Linked DNA regions of Mus musculus: all the other regions are linked to region 1. A link is a contact called in public HiChIP or PLAC-seq and promoter capture Hi-C data. All regions are on one chromosome and are shown on one strand. Each heading gives the region's core, a stretch centred on a gene start, on an enhancer-like site or on the middle of the called end of the contact. The rest is flanking DNA. Distances are from core to core; before and after follow the strand shown. Region 1 holds the start of Efr3a (EFR3 homolog A). Region 2 holds the start of Phf20l1 (PHD finger protein 20-like 1). Region 3 holds the start of Tmem71 (transmembrane protein 71).

What was found. HiChIP or PLAC-seq counts read pairs in DNA pulled down with a chosen protein or histone mark. Capture Hi-C pulls out chosen DNA fragments and counts their contacts.
Region 2: an H3K27ac HiChIP or PLAC-seq map of extraembryonic endoderm stem cells shows a contact between it and region 1, with 3 times the contacts expected there. The contact joins the promoter of Phf20l1 here to the promoter of Efr3a in region 1. A contact is called at or near these places in 1 of 484 Hi-C or Micro-C datasets (LSK cells), 2 of 115 datasets of contacts at active chromatin or transcription factors (astrocytes and extraembryonic endoderm stem cells) and 1 of 9 other capture datasets (liver).
Region 3: a promoter capture Hi-C map of adipose tissue shows a contact between it and region 1, with 2.9 times the contacts expected there. The contact joins the promoter of Tmem71 here to the promoter of Efr3a in region 1. A contact is called at or near these places in 1 of 484 Hi-C or Micro-C datasets (LSK cells), 2 of 115 datasets of contacts at active chromatin or transcription factors (extraembryonic endoderm stem cells and memory CD8 T cells) and 1 of 9 other capture datasets (adipose tissue).

The regions. Positions count from the first base shown.
Region 1 is chr15:65,784,601-65,789,117 of GRCm38.p6, reverse strand. Efr3a (EFR3 homolog A) reads right to left here and starts at 2,098. Exons shown (of 23, transcript NM_133766.4): 1 at 1,872-2,098. The coding sequence starts at 1,881. Gm41339 (a long non-coding RNA gene) reads left to right here and starts at 2,075. Exons shown (of 3, transcript XR_875389.2): 1 at 2,075-2,241. Gm41338 (a long non-coding RNA gene) reads right to left here and starts at 1,521. Exons shown (of 2, transcript XR_875388.2): 1 at 737-1,521.
Region 2 is chr15:66,575,176-66,579,692 of GRCm38.p6, reverse strand. Phf20l1 (PHD finger protein 20-like 1) reads right to left here and starts at 2,121. Exons shown (of 21, transcript NM_001081409.1): 1 at 1,846-2,121.
Region 3 is chr15:66,558,751-66,563,267 of GRCm38.p6, reverse strand. It overlaps Tmem71 (transmembrane protein 71), which reads left to right and starts at 2,222. Exons shown (of 10, transcript NM_172514.3): 1 at 2,222-2,538; 2 at 3,906-3,988. The coding sequence starts at 3,949.

The sequences.
Region 1 (4,517 bases), core at 849-3,348:
AACAACTCCAACTAAACAATACTCCTTAGGCACACACTTGCTTGGCCAGCGTGGCTCCAGCATGTGAAGGTGGCTTCTGCTATCAGTGTCATTTCAATTCCAAGTGAACAACAAAAACAACAATAGAATGATTTATCTGTGAGCTGCTTGCAGAGTTCTAGAACCTAGAGATTAAAGCGATCCTCTTTAACCCTTCACTTTTGTAGAAAAGCACTGCATTTCATTAGCTAAAACACTTAACGGTTAACTGGCTGAGCATCTAAATAACGATTTTTTTATAAAAAATTAATTTCTTTTCCTAAAAGCACCCATAATACCATACTACAGTGACTGACTGTGTCACAGTCTCTGCTTATACATTTAGTCTACTTTAGACACGGGGCATCTAAGAAGCACTCCTGCCCACTGAAGAATCTCGGACACCTTGAGGGCTCTGACCATCAGGAGAAAAAAAGCAAGAGCTACCATTTCAGAGCTGAACTTCTGTCCACATCAGTATCTCCCTTTGATTCCAGGTGATGCACAGCAACAAATTGACAGATAAGTCATGATCATTTCTCTTGACCTCCTACTCACGGTGAGCAATCTGACACCGAAGTTCATCCAAAACTCACTGGACACAGTAAATAAATCAAACATCCTAAAAATGTAACTATCAGCATCCTCTCTAGGAAACTAAATGCTAGCACATAACTAAAAGCTCGATGATTTTGCAGAATTTTAATGGGAATTTTACCAAGACAGTCCATATGCAGTCTCATCTTTTGATGTCCTTTATCTTTCTCCCCTTTCGTTTCCCAGAAGATTGGCACGGTGCTAATTCCAAATAGTCAAATAATAGAACATGAGTGTAAGGAATAATAAAACTGGCAATAATGATCATGAACAAGATAGGCAGAGAATATACCTCCAGGCTGGAGGAATCAAGCAGAAATGTAAAGTAAGAAACACAGAATAACGTGCAAACAAAATAAAACACACTTGGTATTTGAGGGGTCAAAGTGACCTTTACATTATGATGAAAGGTTTGACACAGCTATGAGGCAAACCATTCTAGTATTCAGAAAGAAATCTTTACCCAACACTAGAAGAAATTGTGCATTTGAAGCTGCCTAGAAATCCCGTACTTATGTCTACAGAAACCATGCAGGGCTAGTTAGGAATTCCGAGAAAAACATTCACAAGTCTTTAAAGATTCTATGGCAAGACACACTTACAAGAGCACTACTTGCAAAGACCCTCAAAAACCCATAACCAGCATCAGCCACCCAGTTAGCACGTAATCAATGTGAGCCACATGATTTAAAGCCTCAGCGTGAGTATCTGGGTCACTCTTAGCAACTGTGTAGTACCTTGTAGTACAGTGTCTCTCTCTCAAAGCCTCGACTACCGGGGTCATCTCGAAACCTATCGTCCCTCTGGGACAGCCGGGATGCTTGCTATGAGTGGAGCCCGGGTCCCACCGCAGGCGGGCAAGCCAAAACCGCGTCCAAGTCAGCCAAGAAGTAGTCAGACTGACACACTTCGGGGCAGCCCGGCCTCTGGCCGCAGGGAGGGCTGCAGCCTGTCCCTCGGACCTAAGTCCCTCAAACTAAGGCAGCACAGGCCTCGACCTTGGGGCCACAGTCGAGTGGGCCCGCGCGGCGAGTGGACCAGCCCGGGCTTCCCGGGTCGCACTGGTCTCCGTTACCGCGCCGTCACCGCGGGCCGCCGTCAGTTCCCGTAACGCTCCCGCCTCAGTTTCCCCGAGGGTGCACAGAGATCCCGCGCTCCCCGCCCACGGGACGCTGAAGTCTAAGCGAAACTAACTCAGGGCGGACCGGCGCTTCCTGGAGGCGCTGCCCGCCCGCCCGGCCTGGCCCGACACTCACGGGTAGGCATGGCGACCCGAGTTCGCCGCGCTCGCCGCCGTCCCGGGACTCAGAGGGGAAGCGCGAGCCGCGCCGACCGCAGCATGACTGCGGAAGCCCGGCCACGGACGCCTCGTCGGGGCGGAGGACGAATTGCCGAGAGAGCGGACGCCGACCGGGTACAGCGACCACCGGCCGTGATCCGCGCCCCGTCGACGACGCGGTGGGCCGACCCACGCCCGTGACGTCAGCGCGTTGCCGCTGGGAGGCTCCGCCCCCAAGCGCTAAGCTCGGCCCCCAAGCGGTGACTGCTTGGCTTGGCCCTTACCTGCAGAGTGGGCAGCAGGAAGGCTGGCTGTTTTAACTCCAAGGTCACTTTAGGACTGTGAGGGTAAGGCCAATAGTCTTGAGTGTAGTGACTTTCCCCAGGCTCCCGTTCGGATCTATTTAACTGCCAGATTTGTGTCGGAAAGCCCAATGCTTTTGAAATGCACTTGGGTTATCTGGGGTGATAGTTGAGCATTTTCTCTGAGGACAGAAGAAAATGTCATTTCTCCTGGGGCTTCCCGTAACTTTCAAAGTGAGACAGTCCTCAGGACTTGGTCTTCTTCTTTCGAACAAGTTCTGAACACTTGGCTAACCCTGTTCTTAGCTCTGGGTATCATTAATATTCTACTTGATGGGTCTATTGGGAATCACAAATCTGGGTCAACCCTAGAGCCAGGGCATCTCTAATGTGGGCAGTACACATAACATTGGCCAGACACCATACTCTGGCCACAGCCCCTTTAGAGAAATAAAAGCAATGTCCAGAAGTCCAATACTGTGTTTCCAAAGTGGCTCATTTAAGAGACATGGAATTCTGCTATAGAATTAGTAATGAGTATATTACTAAGTCCTGAGCTAATGCTGCTGGATAGCATATGGGATGATGTAACTATACACTTTGGTTTGCAGACCTATACCCTGGAGCGTAGTGCCAACTTTCTGCTTAAGAAATAAGATTGTGAAGTCTGAAGAGGAGGAGATAAAGAAGATGAAGTAACCAGGAAGGCCTGAGGGCAATTACTCTTTGAGTCAACTTGGAATAAAACAGAATTTGAATTAGCAAAGGCCTTGGAGGAAGGGGGGGGGGTGTGGAGAATAGAAGCAATTTCTCGAGTGAGTCATAGAAACGAGTGAAGGGAAGTACACGTAAGAGATGTGAGACTTGTCCCTTGCTGACAGGGAAGGACAAACCAGCAAGGATGAAGCCCATACTTAAACAGGTTCTGTGATCGTAGAGTCGTCAATCTGACAGAATCTGGAATTACCGGGGATGCAGGCCTCTGGGCATGCCCGTGAGGATTATCTTGATTAGGTTAATTGAGGTGGGAAGACCTGGACAGCATAAGTGCCAAGAGACAGCTCAGCAGCAGAACACACAGAGCACTCGGCTTCCCAGCAGTACAGTCCACTGCTGCTACATCTTCACCAGAACTGACTGCAACCTTGAACTGTGAACCAGAAGAAGCCCTTTCTATGAGATTCAATATGGTGGGGTGTGCCTTTGGTTCCAGCCAGAGCAGGCAGCTCTCTGTGAGTTTAAGGACAAGTTGGATCTGTATATAAAGTCTCAGGCCAGCTAGGGCTACACAGTGAGATCCTGTACTAAAAATCAGCCAAACAAAATAAACACTTTCTCTCTTAAGTTGCTTATATCAGAAAATTTATCATAGTAACAGAAAAAATAACTTAAGCTCCAGTGAAGTGTGACCTCTAAATTATTTCCTCGTCTCACTTGTCTCCCCGAGACTTTCACTACCTTTGTATGCCTATACTGTCAGGTTTTACCCTTGTAATATTAATGATACTGTTGCAAGCAATGATATTCTGCCACTGGGATACCTAGTTTTAAAGGAATAGAAAAATGTCCATACTTATAAGTAGGAATACAAATGTACATTGTAACACCCGTATTCTTGCCTGGCAGATAGTGGTGATCCAGAACCCATTAATTCAATAATTCTACACACTGTTGGCTCTTCTAGTTTCATATTCTCAGACTTAACCAAGGTTAAATTGAAAATGTATAAGAGAAAAACCACCATTTTTATCTGTGATGAGAGCAAAGAGTTGTATTCCTTATTTTTCCTAAATAATATAATATGACAACTGTTCACATAGCATTTACATTGTACTTTTTATAATTAATCTAGAGATAATTTTAAAGTATTAGGAAAGATGCATGTATGCTATATGCAAATGCAGTGGTGTCTTGTATAAGGCACTTTAAATCTAAGCAATTCTGTATTCAAGGGAGATCCTGGAATAATCCCTCTAGATAAGAAAGTATGGTTCTATTTATTCAAGTGCACAAAAACAGTGAAGGTAAAAAAGAAGGAGTTAATAAGCAACTTTGTGTTCAAGCTCTGGATTCATTACTTAACAAACTATTCTATGCTCATTATTGGAGAAATAGTATCAAGTTATCAGTAACAGAGGACTGAGGCGTAGACTGGCTGCCTGGTAGAGAAATCTTGGTGGTAAGCAGCCACTTAGGAGGCATCAATACTGGTGCAGAAACAACTTTTGGGTGCTTAGCACTGCTTAGCTGTAGAAAAAGAAAGAGCCAAATCTTGACTCTGAAAAAGAATCCCTGGGATTCGTTGGCTGCTGAATAGGAAG
Region 2 (4,517 bases), core at 872-3,371, 790 kb before region 1:
AAGGGAGCAGCTTAATTGTCTTCCACTTAATTTCCAGAAATCATTTAGTATGTCAGAACATACAACCCGTGGAGAAAGCAGCAGACAAGCACTGTGTCAGGGAGGAGTCTCACCAACCTTTCTGGAAAATCAGGGTAGTTAGTGCATACTATCTCAACAGCACACCATAGCATCATTTTAACATAAAGACTTGCAAATGAGTTTTCTTTTTCTTTCTTTATTTCTTTCTTTCTTTTTTTTTTCGAGGCAGGGTTTCTCTGTGTAGCCCTGGCTGTCCTGGAACTCACTTTGTAGACCAGGCTGGCCTCAAACTCAGAAATCCGCCTGCCTCTGCCTCCTGAGTGCTGGGATTCCGAGTGCTGAGATTCCGAGTGCTAGGATTAAAGGCATGCCCCACCACGCCCGGCTTCAAGTGATTTTTCTTAAATTTCACATTTCATAATCAAATTATGCCAGACTCTGGGTAAGGTTTCTATTATTAACTCAACATTGTGCCCATAATGACAATTAAAAAAAAAAAAAAAAAAAAAACCTGCAGGAGTCGTTACTTCACTATACTTCACTATAGCCCATTTACATTAAGTATTTAATGATCTTTTGGCCACACTGGCTTGCCTAGCACACGTGCAGCCTTTTTGACTACCGAGTATTTGAAGAGAATGCATATATTCTCAAGGTATCAATAGTGGAATGAAAATAATAACTGGCAAGCACGGTCTTATCAAAATACAACGGGTTGGGGACCAGGAATCTAACGCTGCTCTTGTTGGAGGGAGATGCTTAGAACATGTTCTTACATTACTACTCACTAGGATCTTTCTAGCTTAAAAAAAAAAAAAATAAACACCACACAAATGAAAAATCCCCACACAAACGAAAAATCTTATAATGTTTTAGCCACTGTTTAAAACAGGTAAAACTTAAGAGCAAACAGAATTCCAAATGTCCCTTCCTGTTTTTTTTTTTTTTTTTTAATCTGAAAAGGGAAGAAAAGAAATAGCATCAACGCTTGTTACAAAAATATGGGGGATCAAGTTTACAAGGTCGTGCCTAAGGGGATATAGAATATCCTGACATGGCATCAGTGAGGTTAAGATTCATAGCCAGGACACACTAGGTGTAATGGGAACAAACATAAATATTTTAAATAGAAATCTTGTAAGTGTGCAACATACAAGGCTGTTACTTCAATGTACAGAAATAGAATCCGAAGAGGCAGTTTGCCAGTTATGCTAACATTTCCTAAGATCAAACTTCCAGCCTGTAAATCTAATCCCCCGTGACTCTCAGGAATGAGGACCTCAAAAGGCAGGGACGATTTCCATTCTCTTGTGAGGAGACAGGAGAATGAGGGAGGCGGCAGAATTAGGAACTTTTACGAAAGACAATCTATTGGACAGACCCTTAAAGTGAAACTGTGGAACAGGGAGCGAGAAAGGGGAGAAGGAAACAAAAAGAGAAATGAAAAAAGACCAGAAAGCGGTAAAAAAGAGTTCGTTGTAAGGATGGTGGAAGTTTGCAGAGATGACAGTGAGAGGAAAGAGACAGACACACAGAGCTAGAGAGCGGTGAGGGAAAGACCGCGAAGCTAAGCAGAGGGGACGAGGCGGGCTCGCAGGGGTGTCAAGGGGAGCCAGGAAAGGCCGCGGCGCGGCTGGCCCGGAGCCCGGGAGCTGCAGGTTGACAGCCGCCGGCCCGGCAAGGGAAGGAAGGCGGGGGTAGCGCGGCGGCGCGCAGACAATAGGGTCAGCGGATGGCAGGGAGCGGGACGCCGGCCGAGAGCAACGCGGGCGCGAGCGCAGCCCGGGGACCCGGCAGCTTCCAGGCCCCTCCGCCGCCTCTTACCGACTCGGCCTCGTCTCCGCACAGCAGCCGGGCCGTCCGGGGCCGAGCCGGGGCGCGTCAGGGAGGCCAGCGCGGGCCTCGTTCGAGTCTGCCCGGGCAGCAGCAAGGGAGGGAGCGGGAGCCGAGTGAGCCGGGCCCGCGGCGCCGCGTCGGCCCGAGGAAACGCGGGAGGAAGCCCTCAAGCCCACTCCGGCTCCGCTACCATCGCAGCCGCCGTCGCTGCCGCCGCTGCCGCCTCCGCAGCCACCACCGCCGCCGGCCAGCCCTGACGCGACGCCGGCCGGGGACGTCAGCCGCCCGCGACGCGCCGGAAGCGGGCTGGGTTGAGTCACGTGGTACGCGAGGGCCGGGCTGGCGCGGCGCAGCCGATTGGAGGACTATTCTGGGGGTGGGGCTTCGGCCAGGCTGGGCTACTTACACATAGAAAAGACCTGGGCTCTAGATTCCCCTTGGTGGGGTCAAGAGGATGGTGGCCTTTTGTGATTGTTGCTGGTTTCTAACAAATCCCACTACTTGACACATTGGGCAAACTTGTCAATGCACCACACACTTTTCACCGTGTCTGTTCTATCCCACGTTAAGGACAGACACAATGATCTGTATTACAAAATCAGAATTGTCTCTTTTGAATGGATACTTTGTCACGACACTCTGCTATAAATATATCACATGACAATCAAAACTGCACACTTATACTACTTTCCAAATTCAGAAATCTTTATAAAACAAATAAAAGATTCTTAAGAATCTTTAAAAATTCCTAAGAAGTTTAGGGTACTAATAGAACAAGTCTTCACAATTAATAGTATAGGACTACCTCTGTTGAACACCTACCATGTACCAAAGTCTATATTAAGCAGGAGAATCCCTATCCCAACTTTGAGAAGATCTACAAGTTATCATTCAAAGTGCTACTGAGAGAAAACATCTATTTTTTTCCCCACTCCATCACTCTGCCTCCCACGTTTTAAAAGTGCATCACTGCATACAAATGACACTTATATTTATCTTGCTTCATCGTGTACAGTGAAAATAGAAATGTTTTCTCTGACTTTCAAGAGATTTGGTAAATTGAGAAAATCTTCATAATCATCCTTTTATTCAAAAGACATTCATTCAAGAAATATATATCTAATAGTTGCAGAGTTATACTGAGCTTAGTGATGCTACAAACAATGCGAATAAGACAGTTCTGAGATGATATTTGTCTTTATGTTCTTCTTTTTAATCCTCTGTGGTTCTCATTGGTCCAATACAATTAATATTTCTATTATTTCTAGAATCTTTTTTCTGTCACAGGCAGAATTATACTTTCCACTTTTAAAATATTATGTACGGTTATTTAATTTGCTGTAAAATTAGAATACAAGTAAGATCACACACACAAGAAAATGCCAATGCAAGAAGACAGTTCTAAAATATTTTTGTCCCCCAGTACTGTGATTTACAATGTTTGCAATAATTACTGTTTTAGCAGTAGAAGTCCTTGATACACTAGGATGACTGTAGGAATTATGGATCACCTAAAACAAACATGCAATTTAAAACAACACTTGATTTAAACAATAAAATGTATAATGTTGTCAAATAAAAAACATATATTTATAAATCAGGATCATTTGTTTCAGAGTCTAATCTAAATTTAATGAAGAAGTGTCAACCCTTCATTAGATGGGATGAAAATATTAGAATCTAATGAATTTAGTCCCCCTTGAGGCTATAGGTCTCACTTTAAATGCTATTTAAACTATATTGTTTTAAAATTTGTATTTAAAGATGCTAGCAATGTGCAGAATATGGAACAAAGTTTACAAATCACATCAGTGACAGTACCACTAAGTCAGGTTTCTGACGAAAGATAGATAGATAGATAGATAGATAGATAAAGAAAGAGATGTGTGTGTGTATTACATATATATGTGTGCATTCATTTAAAAATGTGTGCTTGAATATATATATGTATATATACATATATACTTTTTCTGAATGTATGTATATACTCTTTACTATGTTGAGTGTCAACCAGCATGATCATTCTCTGTTTCAAGTAGAAATAAACAGAGTCCCTCAAAGGCACACCATAGAATAAAAGTGAGAGGGACCACCATGTACACTCAGGCAAGCAACCCTTAGCAAACTCATTGAGCAACACTCAAAATGGAGACATGAAAGTAAAGCTGAGACTTGTTTAGAAGAGGAGTTCCAGTGAAGGAGGGGGTGAGAAGGGGAAGCAGGTGTGAAAATGACTAAAATTTATGTTACAAGTGTGTAAAATAGTCAAATCAAAAATGAATGTTTTATAAATGGGAATGAGGTCTTAGGTGCATTAGTGGCTTGAGTGGCTTGAGTGACTTGTGGTCCTGTGGAGTTAATACCCTCCCTTGGAACACATGTTAAAAATGGGAGTGCCACATTTGGTTGTCACTAAATTGCAATGGGAAATTTCTATTTAATGAGGAGTTACCGGGTCTGCTAAACAGCTTGGAGTACATAAGCAGCTCTTTATCTTGTAGAATTACACCAACCCATGTATGAACTTTGAATGTCCATCTAGATACTCATAAGAATGAAAAAGTTTAAAATTGTTTGTGATGAAAACTGAGTCTCTGAGGGCCTGCATTCCACCCTGCTGCTGGGGTGCAGAGGACCCGCTGGAGAAGCAAAAATTGACA
Region 3 (4,517 bases), core at 973-3,472, 770 kb before region 1:
TTGCAATTCCAGGCTGCAGTGTATCACGATGGGGAAGTCAAGGCAGAAACAGAAGCAGCTATGTAAGGCTGTCACATCACATTGACAGTTAAAAGCAAAGACAAAATATACACAACCTTGCTTGCTTGCTCTCAGTTAGCTCTTTCTACTCTTATATGGCCCAGGAAATGATGCTGCTAACAATAGGTTGGATCTTCGTACATGAACTAACCATCATGATTCACCCTGACCCCCAGATATGTCTACAGACCAACCAGGTCTAGGAAATTTTTCAGTTAAGACTTCTGTCTCAGTTGACTCTTGGTTGTGCCAAGCTGAGAGTCCAACTAGGCAAGCACATGGACCTTCACATAACCAGACAAGGCTCATGCTCCATTAACACATTTCACATTCTGCACAGGTTGCTGGGTAGAAAATGAAGTGGAAAGAGTTCTGGAAAAAAGCTCAGCTTAGCCATGGTGACCAATTACAAAGTCACCACCTGAGGAAATAAAAGCATATCACTATAAACAACTAAGTTTTGGATACTTATTTTACTGTGGAGTAATTTCTGTATTAGAATGACATCCCTGCCACTCTTTCCAGATTATTAGCTTTCCCAGACTCTGACCAGAAGAACAATGTCAGGCCCTGATATAATTCTGTAGTGTGTGTGGCAAAAAGCCCAGACTGAGGTAGCTGGTAGTCATGCAACTCATACATTTTTAATTTCCTAGTATGTACTAAACCTCATACTACACCATGATATATAACAAGAAAAGAATAGATAGACCTTAGGCTCTGAAGTAAAGCAGGAGATGGAACATAGAAAGTCTCTTGGTTCCTTAACTGTAGCTATGACGCACACTCCAAATAAAAATTGTAGAGAGCTGTGGCCTTCATAACTTGATCTAGGAGAGGTCATGTAGAAGGAGTTGCTTAGGAACAAGATGTAGAAACAACGGTAGTATGTTTAAAGACTCCAAGGTGAAAGCAAACCTGAACAAGATGAAAGGCTGAAGATCAACATGGTCAAACTTTAGAAGATAGAATGTGTGCAGTATGAGGCTAAAACTTGCCTCATAGGCTGCAGGGGTGATTTTGAACTTATTATGAGAGAGGAGCAAAGATGAAGGTTTTAATTTAAGGAATGACATAATCAAATTTACATAGTGAGATATGTATGTGCATAATGTGTTGGATAGAGGCCAAGTAGACAGTTGGAATGTTAGCATAAAATACAGTCAGAATGAGGTAGTAAGTGGAGTCCCAGGGAGAGACAATGGAGGTGGAAAGAATGTGGGATTCTGCGTAGGAAATAATACTGATATCTCCTAACATCAAAAATAATCTCGGTAGCAATCCCCAAGAATTAATAACACAAACTCTCCACCATCCTGATCAAGCTCTCCAAAGAGAAGTCAATTCACAAAATCCAATAAGGAATACATCTTGCACATTCCCTCAGGTACCCAGCTATTTCTTTCTTCTTTCTTCTCATTTGATTCTGCAGGCCAACCTTGGGGCTATAGATTATTACATTTAAATTTGAGAAAATTGCAGCTCAAAGATGCTAAGCCACAAGTCTGAGGTCCCAAAGCTATCGTGAAAGACCATTTTAATCTTAGCCTGTCTATGCCAGTGCCTGGAAAATGAAGAAGTGGATGCTCACAGTCATCTATTGGATGGAACAGAGGGCCCCTAAAGAAGGAGCTAGAGAAAATACCCAATGAGCTAAAGGGGTCAGTAACCCTACAGGAGGATCAGCAATATGAACTAACCAGTAACCCCGCCCTCCCCCCAGAACTGTGTCTCTAGTTGCATATGTATCAGAGGATAGCCTCATAAAAATCACATTATTATAGATAATATATAGCTTTTATAGCATCCTGAACTTGATAGCGTTGATGCTATCTTTGATATATTTAGGTTAATTGGACCAAGAGCATAATAACTGTATGCTACTCATAACTGAATATAGCCAGAAAATGTCAAACAGGAAACATGGCTTAAATTTTCTCATGTTAATATAGTTTGAGGTGACACAGAAGCTCTGAGAAGCATCCCTCAATGATCACAATGTATGGAGTTGACCTGACTCTGGGTTGCCTGTTCCCTTCTGATGGTCAAGAAGATCTGCTGTATTTACTCTGTGAACACCACTGATGCGATCGTGACAGGAAGTATGACCTCATTCTGCTGCCCTGCCTCTAGTTCGGAAAGGCTGATATTGAAAGTAAACAAGGCCCGTGAGACTAACTCCCAAGAATGACAAGCTATTCTATTCTTGGAAGCAGCTGAAAGATCCAGAGGCCCCTGACCACCAAATTGCCCTGTGAAAGTGGCAGAGACATGGTCATCTCCAACCAGAAGGGAAGACGGGGTGCTCTGTGGGAAGTCACTTCTGCACCTGTTGACATTCTGATGGGATTTTTCAGTTGAAGAACGGCTCGGTCCAGCTTTCTGCACTACCAACCACTGGGAAGCTTCGTATTTCAGTAACCCTCCTGTCATTTATCAGTCGGAAGAAGAGCCCGGGGACTCCCTGTGGAGGAATATGTATGAGCAAGTTATATTTCAGAACAGATGCATTGCTTTGATGAGCTGGTAGACAGAGTCTGTTTCTTGAAAAGTTCTTGAGCTGTGAATGCAAGTTGTTTTCACAGTTACTAATTCTTGACTAGCGGGCATTATGCTCACTGTACATGGCTCCTCGCTTTTGTAAGATCAAACAGCGAGACCTTGCTTTCTGCTGCACAATGCCTTGCCTTAAAACTAAGCTTACTGCCTGAGGAAAACTAACATATAGTCATTTGGACTGGACAAAGTCTTATTGTATTACTCAATGCTGAAATCACAAGGAACATGCTAGTATGTTCACTTGTATGGATATTATCTTTTTCAAACCAGTGATTTTCTTTTTTAAAAATGTGTGTCTTTATTTAGAAATCTTCCAAAGAATGCTAGAAAGTTCTGTATTATTTAAGACAATCTTATAAGCTGGAGTATATGATTCCTTGAAAGGTTCACTATACATTATTAAATAATCTAGTTTGAGCCTTAGAGTTGATGTGACTGATTTAATGTATTATGTTATAGCAATCAATTATTAGTTGACATGTTTATCAAAAACAGGGACAGAACTACTAGATCATAAAAGGCTCTCATGTCACCTTATAAAACTACTAGGGTCGTATTATACATATATACTTATATACATACAAACATATGTATATGTATACACTTATATAATTTATGTAATTCAGTAGCTACATGGAGATAGAACTATGTGATAAGAGGTAACTGATCAATATTTGCACAAATTGCACACTTTGAAGCATGCTTACTTTGAAATTGAAAAGTAAATTCTAAGCTTTCAGGAATGTGACTTTGTAATCTGGGTTGTGGTGGTCTATTTGTAGCTCAGTATAGCTTATGCTGTTTAGGAATGTTCAGACTGATAGCCACCACAAAAGCCTTGACCTTCTCCATGGCCACTTGTCAATGGCAACAATCTCCAAGCACTTACTGCAACTCAATAATGAAACTAGTTCTGCTGGCTGCTTTAAATACACATTTGTTTCAAGGACACTAGAACCAGCCTCTTTTTCAGATTTCTTAATTAAGTAACAAAAACCTATTTAATCTGGATGACAAATAAACCTTTGTAAGTATTGCTTTTCTCTCACAATGGTGTTGTTATTTACAGAATATTCAGACTTAAGGAATGAGACAATGAAAAATAGAATTTAAAGTAGGCAGCCCCACACTGAAGTCCCACAATCTGGTCTGCTTCTCCAATCCTACATCTCTGTACTATTTCAGCAAACAAATCTGACTAGTGCAATTAGTAGACGCCATCTGTTTGGCATCATTTGTCTATTTTTAATATATAGTCCATCTTTTTTTTTTAACGTCTTTTGCAGAAAAAAAAAAATCTGTGAAGTTTGAACAAGCGGCCTTCTCAAGATGTACCGAGACTCTCCACTGATGTCGACACCAGTAGCAAGTAAATGTGAAACTGCTCTGTGCAATTATCTTTGAACGATTAGAGTCCTCTTAGCAATTTCCTTGCTTTGATTTTGCTGATACTCAGACCATTAGCCATCTGTCAGTAGCTTGTGTTTTTTAAATGCCAGTGTGTGCGCTTTGGCAATGATTTCGACTTCATTTCTTTCCTTGAAAGAAATGTGGCATTTTTTTTTCTTTTAGGATTAAAAAAAAATCACTATTTTTTTAGATGCCTATGCATAAATGTGAAAGGAGGCCATTTATTGGCTACTATTAAGATGCAAAACTGTCTACAAAAATGCTGAAAGATTGATCACAACTTTCAGAAAATAAGGGCGTTGTTCAAACGGTAGTGGTTTCTTCCTTCCTCTTATTTTTCTCTCCCAACCCTCTTTGTAACCCTCTCTCACACACCCAGTTGTTCTTCTTTTTTTTTCTTTTTCTTTTTAACTAATAAAATAACAGCCTGAGCTGAAAGTCTAAATTACCTTATTTGTTTTCAGTAGTAATTGTCAGCACAGAAATCA